2 separate regions of the Urocitellus parryii genome follow, and region 1 is linked to region 2. A link is a contact called in public Hi-C data. All regions are on one chromosome and are shown on one strand. Each heading gives the region's core, a stretch centred on a gene start, on an enhancer-like site or on the middle of the called end of the contact. The rest is flanking DNA. Distances are from core to core; before and after follow the strand shown.

Region 1 (4,466 bases), core at 124-2,623, 220 kb after region 2:
GAGAACCTTTCACTGCTGCTGCCATTACCATCTGGAGGTCACGGGCACACCCTTTCTTTCTCCCTCTCTGCATGGTGATCTTGCATCACTACAGGCTCAACTTCTCTTTCTACACAGACCACTCTGTTCTAAGCCTCTAACCTAATTTGTCTCATGATCATTTGCCCCCAATAAGATCCTTTCGAAACCAGTGCCTCAGCTCTGATCCTGAGCTCAGTGAGTAGACCACCCAGCACCCAAGTCACCAAGGTCAAGGCAGCTAGTCCCATCTCCACTTGCCTGTCTTTTCACTCCTACATGTGACTTTACTTTTGCAATTAATCTGTTAGGGCTTTTCCCCTTATTTGACATAAGTTCCCTGCTCCCAATCTCATTAAATCAATCCCTTTGTCCTGATTATGAAAAGAGCCTTCTAACTCACCTCCCTGCCTCCAAACCCAGCCTACTGCAATCCTCCTTCCACACCACTACCTCTAAACAGCAGGAGGACATATTGAGTGATTCCGGAGACTTTGAGACCAAGTGGGAATTCCATAGTCTGCACACAAGCCTCTTCCCAGTGTGGCTCCCACATAACTTTACAGCCCGACTTCTGGGTTTCCTTCTTTGTTACCAATTACCAATCCAAACAACAACAACACCCCCCCCCCCCACACACACACACACACACACACACGGCACACTTGACATTTTTCCTGGAAATTAATTCCCCTTGCCTTGCTTCTTAAGTGAAGGGTAGGAGGCTGCAACTCAGGGTCCTGTTCAAGGGATCTGCAAAGCTTGGAACTGGCCTCAAAGAGGTTTGAAGAAATTCTTCTTTGGGTAGGTCACTGAACACAGGGTAGGGTCTGGGCTACTGTAATCTGGAAAGGCTGCTTACTGTCAGACCTTGCCAAGCAGAGCAGCCAGACTGCTCAGAGGTCGGTCTCCCTCATATCATGAGACCTCTGTGCAGTGCTCAATCTGCGCTGATTTCCCAAAGCCAAGCAAGCCTCGCCTTGCCTCCTCCGTCTGGTCTAAGCCTGGCATATTCGCATCAAAGTCTCTCTGCCCAAGGGCGCCACGCATATATAGCTTCTCTGGGGACCCTAGAGAGTGCAAGGAGTGATGAAGAGTGAACTGGGACCGACAGGCGCCTAAGGGCAGCTGATCCCTGACTCCTACCTAATTCTTCTGAGGCCAATGTAGGAGACTAGGGGGAGTAGTAGTTGCGTAGGAGGGAGGGAGAGAGGAGGAATGGTCGGGATGGAGGAGAGGAGTTAATGGAATGGGAATGTGGACGCGCACCAGAAAGCGCAACGGGGATCCCGCGCTTGGCTTTGAAGGCACTATCCAAGGGGTTACCAAGCTGCAACAGGGACTCTCTCGCGCCATGATGCTGCCCTCTTATGGTCACAGAGGGGAGTTACAATCGCGTAGCTGACTCTGAGCAAGGCCTCTTAGGAAGAAGCCTCAAGGGCCAAGACTCAAGACTCATGGACTTGGGAGTTTGAGCGCCTCCTCGCAGCAGCACTACCTTGCACTTCAGCTCTTCCTCCCTTACCTCTCATGCCAACCTTTTCTTTTTTGGGTCACCATTCATTGCTCACTTGTCCCTCCAGAAAGAGACAGTGTAGTGTGTGGTTTGAATATGGGGCTGAAACACTCATTAATGATATGACCACCCTAAAGCTCAGTTTGATGTGAAAAATAAGATAATAGCAATTCTCCAGTGAATGTTTTTGTTTATTATTAGTTGAAACAACTGCCAATGGAGCCAAAGGAAACCCGTGAGAGAGTGTTACAATTGCCTGAAGTTAAGAGGGACAAGTGTGAGGCCAGAGAACAAAAGGTCAAAAGGTCCCTGGTCCCTTTAACAAGTGTTGGGTGGGGACAGAAGCTTAAAGGCAGCAGAGTGAATGGGTTGAAAGCAAATGGAGAAAGTAGTTGAAGATGACTCTTTAAGACATTTGTATGTGAACAGAAGAAAGTGAAATGGGCAAGACTTGAAGAATTAAAGCTCCACAGAGGTTGAATACAAGTAAATATCAGCAGAATGGAGTTAATAGGGAGGCCACCTGTCCTTCACATCTCACACTATTGGTGGGGTTCTTCTAGGCTATGACCCAGGTAGACCCTCTATATAGCAACCATGAGCAATTCTACTTGATCCCATAGTTTCCGTCACCCAAACAGGCCAGACCACTCCCCTAAACTTAAGACATAATAGTGTGTATTGGACATTGAAGTCCCTCAAGCATTTTAAACTCAATACTTAACTCATTATCTCTAAGCTCATTCTCATTATCAACTAAGCTTATTATTGCTGATGCCCAGTGTGAAACCTGTTCTCTGTTTCCTGTCCCTGTCCTAAAAATGACTCTCTTGGTGCTATAACTTGGATCTGGAATGTCCCCCAAAAGCTCATGTGTTGAAGGCTTGGTCCCCAAGGCAACAATGTTTAGAGGTGGGACTTTGGGGAAGAGATTGGATCATGCAGGCTCTGATCTCATCCATGGGATAACCTCTGGGTGGGCTCATAATTGAATGAGCTACTGGGAAGTAGTGGAAACTTTGGAGGTACAGCCTAGTTGGAGGAAGTAGGTCACTGAGAGCATGACCTGAAAGGGTATATCTTATCCCTAACTCCCTTCCTCCCTCTTTCCCTTTTCCTTTCTTCTTTTCTTCCTTCCTTCCTTCTCCTTCCTTTTCCTCCTTCTCTTCTTCTCCTCTTTCCAGATGCCATGAGGTGAGCAATTTTGCTGTGCCAGGACTTCCCCTCCCCTATGACGTTCGGCCTCACCCCAAGAACCAATGGAATTGAGTGACCATTTACATAAACTTATAAAACCATGAGCCAAAATAAATATTTCCTCCTGTAAGTTGATTTTTTTCAGGCATTTTGTTGCAGCAACACAAACTTGACTAACACAGTTGCCCAAACCAGAAATGTTCAAGTCATCATTCTGGCATGCTCTCTCTCTCTCACCTCCCTCTCCACCATATCCAATTAGTCATTAAGTCCTCTTTTTTTATGTACTAGAAATATTGTGAATCAGATTATTTTTCTCTATCTCCTTCAACTTTTATCCAGTCCAAGCCAAGATAATCTGTTGCCTAAATTATCAGAATAGTTTATTCACTGGTCAGTCTCCCAGAAGAGCTTTCCTACCAATCCTTTGTCCATATTATTGGCAGCAAAAGTTTCCAAACACAAATTCAGTTCATAGAAATTTCCCACTGCTTTAGGAATGGAAGCTGGAAGTTCATACTCCATAACCCAGCTCATTAGAACTCCATGAGCTATCTTAGTGCAAATTACTCATCCCCATCTCTAACCATTCTACCTTCTTTTTTGTATGCTAAGTCCAAGATGTACCAAAAGAGTCCAACCACCTAAATATGGCATACTCTGTCATCCTCTGCCTTCATGTACATTCTCCTCATGGTAAGAACACTTCATCTCTTCCTTGTTCTGATTCATTCTTACTTTCATTTATCTGTTTAAATATCCTTCTTAGATTAAGGATGCCAATTCAGATACTAGGAATAGGAATATAAAGAAGAGATGCCACACTGAATCATTATGATGAAGAGGTCTGATAGCAAACATAGCAAAGGTAGAGATTCTAGAGTTAGCTTCTAGTTAGCCTCTAGTGGCAGGTTTGGGAGTAAGATCTGAAGGTAGAGTGAAAACTCCACTGGAGTGGAACTCCAGGGTAGTTTGATGATATTGCTGGCTGCATCATCAATAAGTCACTGAATATTTTTTAATATGTCATTTTCCTATTTAAAATAGGTTCCTGTCATATTTTATTGTTATTTTTGGTCAGCATTTTGGTTGGCCTCAGTCCCTTGCCTCCTGCCTAAATTTTCTGCTATTCACATCCATAGCAATGGGTCAATACAATCAAACACTATACTGGTATGAGGGCACTATATAGTCTTTAACACTATAGAGCCTATGTTTTTTGTCCACACTTCGTGAATAATTATATAACGCAATTACATTGTTGGTCACATAACATATTCTCACAGTAGAATTTATAATGACATTTTTAAAGTTGTTTTTTAAATTTTTTGCATTGTGGTCATATAGCAAACCTAAAAAATTATATATTTAAAAATTCAATTAAATGATATTTAGCCAGGCACAGTGGCACATGCCTGTAATCCCAGCAGATTGGGAGGCTGAGGCAGGAGGATCTCGAGTTCAAGGCCAGCCTCAGCAAAAGCAAAGCACTAAGCAACTGAGACCCTGTCTCTAAATAAAATACAAAATAGGGCTGGGGATGTGGCTCAGTGGTTGAGTGCCCCTGAGTTCAACCCCCAGTACCAAAAATAAATAAATAAATATACATATATTTTGTAAAAAAATAAATTCAAAACTGTTCTTACGGTTCTTTTAGTAACTATTGAAATAAAAGTACCAATGTGATTTATGGAAGGCAGCCTGACATATTTAGAGAAAATTTTATACTCCCCAG
Region 2 (4,405 bases), core at 855-3,354:
CTAACCCCTCTTATCTGTCTCCCAGGATGTCCAACATTCTACAAGAAATGTTCCAGACCATGCCTTAGCCAAAAAATAAAAAAATAAACTGTTTTGTGTGTGTGTGTGAGAGTGTGTGTGTTTTCAGTACTGGGGGTAGAACCCAGGGGTGTTTCACCCTTGAGCTACATCCCCAAGTTCTTTTTATTTATTTTGAGACAGGACCTTTCTAGATTGCCCAGACTGGCCTTGAACTTGTGATCCTCTTGCCTCAGCCTCTCAATCCCTTGGATTAACATTGTTGCCCCACTTCCCCAGTGCCTAAAGATGCCATGATTATCAAATAAAATAACCTAAAGGTTTTGGCAACTTGTCTTTTACTTCATAGACAACCTATAAATACAAGCCCTCTTATTCCCTTATATTCAATGTTCTCGAATATTTCTTACAATCACACAACATTTGATAGTTTTATTTATAATTCTTAAATTTAATTTTGTAATAATGCTGGATGCAAAGTGATATTATTTCCATTTTCAAAATGAAAATTGTGGCTAAGAGAAATTAAGGTAATTCCCAATGTCATACAGATCTTAGTTGGAATAGCTAAAACTCACCCTCAATCTTTTGATCTCAAATTATGCAATACCACTGACTCATGCTCATTATGTTTATGTTCTTAATTCTAAAATGTGATTATTTTCCTGATTCATATTTTATTTTAATAACATATTGTCTTCAGGTTTTCTCTTATTATTTAATGAATACAGTTTGTTTCCTCCTCAACTAAATTCATAGAGGCAACTTCTAAGTCTTAAACTAGAATGTTAAGTTAATGAACTGAAATTTAAAAGTTGTAAAACTTTGCCTTATTTCAGTTCAAAGAAATTGCTTTTACCAGTGGAATTATTAATAGTTCCTGCCTTAAGCTGGCATGTGCCTAGTCTTAAATACAAGTTTATGGGGAAATGCAAATTTTATGGATGCCACTCTTTCTCTAATAAAATAAAAGACAATTCAGCCTAGGAAAAAGAAGGTATTCTCCATGAGTAGAAAAAATCTTTCTTTGCCCAATTCAAATCACACAGAAAAGTTTTTTAAAAAATCAATTTATCATAGTCTTAATTGAACTTTCACAGAATAGGCTCTTCCTCTCTAAAACTGATTGATTATCCCTCTGCAGTAATCTTGGTTTGAACAAATATCTGGATGATCTTCTTTCGGATTTCTTTGGTCTTCACAGTATAGACTATGGGGTTGAGCACAGGAGGTACTAGAAGGTAAGCATTAGCCATGAGGGCATGGGTCAGTGGTGACAGGTGCTTTCCAAAGCGATGAATGACAGAAACCCCAATCAGTGGCACATAGAAGATGAGCACAGCACAGATGTGTGAAACACAGGTGTTGAGTGCCTTCCACCGGCCCTCCCTGGAGGCAAGAGCCATCACCGTCCGGAGTATGAACACATAAGAGAGGAGGATAGAGAGGGAATCTGAACCTTTGGTGAAGATAACAGCAATGAGGCCATAGAGACTGTTGACACGGGTGCTGGCACAGGCAAGGCGCATGACGTCTTGGTGGAGGCAGAAGGAGTGGGAGAGGATGTTGGAGCGGTAGAAGGGAAGCCGCTTGATGAGAAAAGGCACTGGGAAGACCACGCAGACTGCCCTTGACAAAATGGCCACCCCCGTTTTGCAGACCACTCTGTTGGTTAGGATGGTGCTGTACCTAAGGGGGTTCCAGATGGCCACTACGCGATCAATGGCCATGGCCACCAGCACACCTGACTCAATGGCTGAAAAGGTGTGGATGAAATACATCTGAACAAGACAGGCATCAAAGGCAATGAACTTGTAGTTGAACCAGAATATGCCTAGCATAGAAGGCAAAGTACAAAGAGTGAGCCCCATGTCTGCAAAGGCCAGCATACACAGAAAGTAGTACATGGGGATATGCAGGGATGGTTCAGACTTGATGGTGGAGATGATGACGCCATTGCCAAAGAGAGCAATGACATATATGGCACCCAGAGGGAATGCCATCCAGTAATACTCCTGTTCAAGTCCTGGAATTCCAGTTAAGACAAAGTATGGGTGTTGAAAGTGGGAGTGGTTATTACCTGCCATGGAACCAATGTGATGTGGACATAGGGAGGATCCTGATGAGCGACTTCCTAAAAATACAGTGACAGGGATTAATGATATGTTAAAACCTGACTTCCCTGTACCCATTTTATGTCCCCATGGCTGTGTGCAGGATAAAAGGGTAACATAAAAGAAAACAGAGATCCTGAGATTACTATTCTGAGGTATGGCCTACTGAGGAAATTTTAACTAGCTCAGAGAAAAATGACCTACCCAAGGACAAATAAGTCACATTCAGTTTAAGCAAATCCATTCAGTAAAAATCTTCTATCTGTCCTATCCTTTCTTTCTAATCAGTATCTTATAAGCTGGTGAATTGGAAGCTGAGGACAAATAACATAGTTATATAAATCTAACAGAATCAATATAAAATATGAAATTGATTTTCCATAAATGATTCAAATACAAACAAATCATACTCTTTGTGCCCAGAGCTTTCTAGAAGGCAGTAGGACAGATGGAAATGTCCAGTTCACATGCTGATATTTCCACTTTGAGCATAACTTTTCTTCATCCCCACTGAGCTTGTATATGCTCTCAGATCATATTTAACCCAGGCACCACAGACCGCTTCTTAAATCATTTAAATTGAAATGAACTTGTTGTTTCTACATTAGCAAGATCTTAGCAGGAGGGAGAGTAAATTATACTTGGGAAGCAACAAGAAGATTCCTTTTTAGAGTAACCCATTCTATCCAAACAGAAGTAAGACACCAGGGCTCACCTAAAGATATTTTCAGGATTGAAATCATTCGTAATCTTCTACAGTGAAAGCACAGCGATCATGCCACATCTGACTTAGGGTATATTATAGAGGCCTTAATGGAGATCCGGAAGATGTGCTTATATTGCCAGAACCAGTAACCTCTCTTTATCTTAAAGAGCCCCCGATGGAGTTTTGACATGATTGAAGCCAGAGGTAGAACAAGCCCTTTTTCAAAAGCTTTCAACCTTAAGATTCTCATCTGTTGTCTTTATCAATTGATTGGAATAAAGTTTGCTAAGAACTCTAGATACATATATTGAGTTCCCCCTGTGCAGTCCCCGTATGTGAACATGTGGATAATAACAGTGTCTGTCCCATAGGATCAATGTGTGAATTAAAATGTAAAGGCTATAGAAAGAAATGTGTGCTTTTATTATGATCACTAGGAATAAAAAGTTTTATTTCTCATGTACTCTTAGTATTGATATTAGATTTTTGTTTCTTTTTTTTCCTTGATTTTGTTGTTGTTGCTTTTGGCAAGAGCTCTTTTCAATCAGTGGAAGTGGAACTAATAGATACTCTCCTGCCACAAAGAATAACAATTAATTTGTAAATTTTTTAATAAAATATTTTGTCCTTTGCTGTGCAATTGTTGAATATCCCACTCCCAGACTCTGTTCCCATCCCTGGCTGACCCATTCTCATGATGAATTAAAAAAATTAGAACTTTTCAAAAAATATCCTCAAATACCCTCTCGAAAGATTTGTAATTAAGATTTCCCCAGCCAGAACATTTTATCTATTTATATAAAATATCCCTTTCCTTCCATTATTATTATGAAAGACTAACTATTCAAATACATGATCTATTAGATCTCTGCCATATATGTTCTGTCTTGATAAACTGTTGTTTAAGTTTTGGGGTGTCTCAGTAATTTTTTTAAATGCCTACTAAATTTTTCAAATAACTATTAAAAAAGTGGGGTGAAGAAAAATTTTAAGAGGTGAGAAAAATGACAGGAGGAGAAGAAAATAAGGTGAGAGGAGGAAAAGAGAAATGTGAGAAAAATAAAAAATTCCATGAAAAGTTTTAAAAAATCAATCTATTTCACTATTTGTTACAGACCTGAAGCTTACATAATGAAAATGAAAATAGCTTTATCTTGCTCACTTCTTGTCATTAGCAAACCAGAGGAGAAAATAGAGGAAGAAACTACACAGCCTTGTTGAGGAAGATTATAACTAAGTACACCAGGAGCTGGGGACTCCATCAGAGGGGACAATCCAAATCACATCTCCTGGCCAAGACCCTGACCTTCTAATATGAGTCCTCAGATGCTGTTATTAATCTGTATTGTCCAAGACCTATAAAATAGAGTTCAAATCTATCTTCAAATATTAGGCTCTTAGATGAAGTTCGTGCTTTGGCATTTTATTTGACCCTCATCTCCAGCATCTGGGGGAAAAACAGATCATACAAGCATCTGTAGCTCTCCCTCAGGTTCCACAAATCCTGTGGCCTCACTATAGATACTGTATTGAAGAAGCACATGTAGAATAAGATTATAAAATCTAT

What was found. A called contact is a pair of places that touch in the nucleus more often than the background predicts.
Region 1: a Hi-C map of muscle shows a contact between it and region 2, with 4 times the contacts expected there. The contact joins the promoter of Or51d1 here to the promoter of LOC113191381 in region 2. A contact is called at or near these places in 2 of 2 Hi-C or Micro-C datasets (liver and muscle).

Annotation. Positions count from the first base shown.
Region 1 is chr4:62,077,382-62,081,847 of mUroPar1.hap1, forward strand. It overlaps Or51d1 (olfactory receptor family 51 subfamily D member 1), which reads right to left and starts at 1,374. Exons shown (of 2, transcript XM_026400943.2): 1 at 1,288-1,374. The coding sequence starts at 1,374.
Region 2 is chr4:61,859,272-61,863,676 of mUroPar1.hap1, forward strand. It overlaps LOC113191381 (olfactory receptor 51H1-like), which reads right to left and starts at 2,105. Exons shown (of 1, transcript XM_026401102.2): 1 at 1,149-2,105. The coding sequence starts at 2,105. The coding sequence ends at 1,149.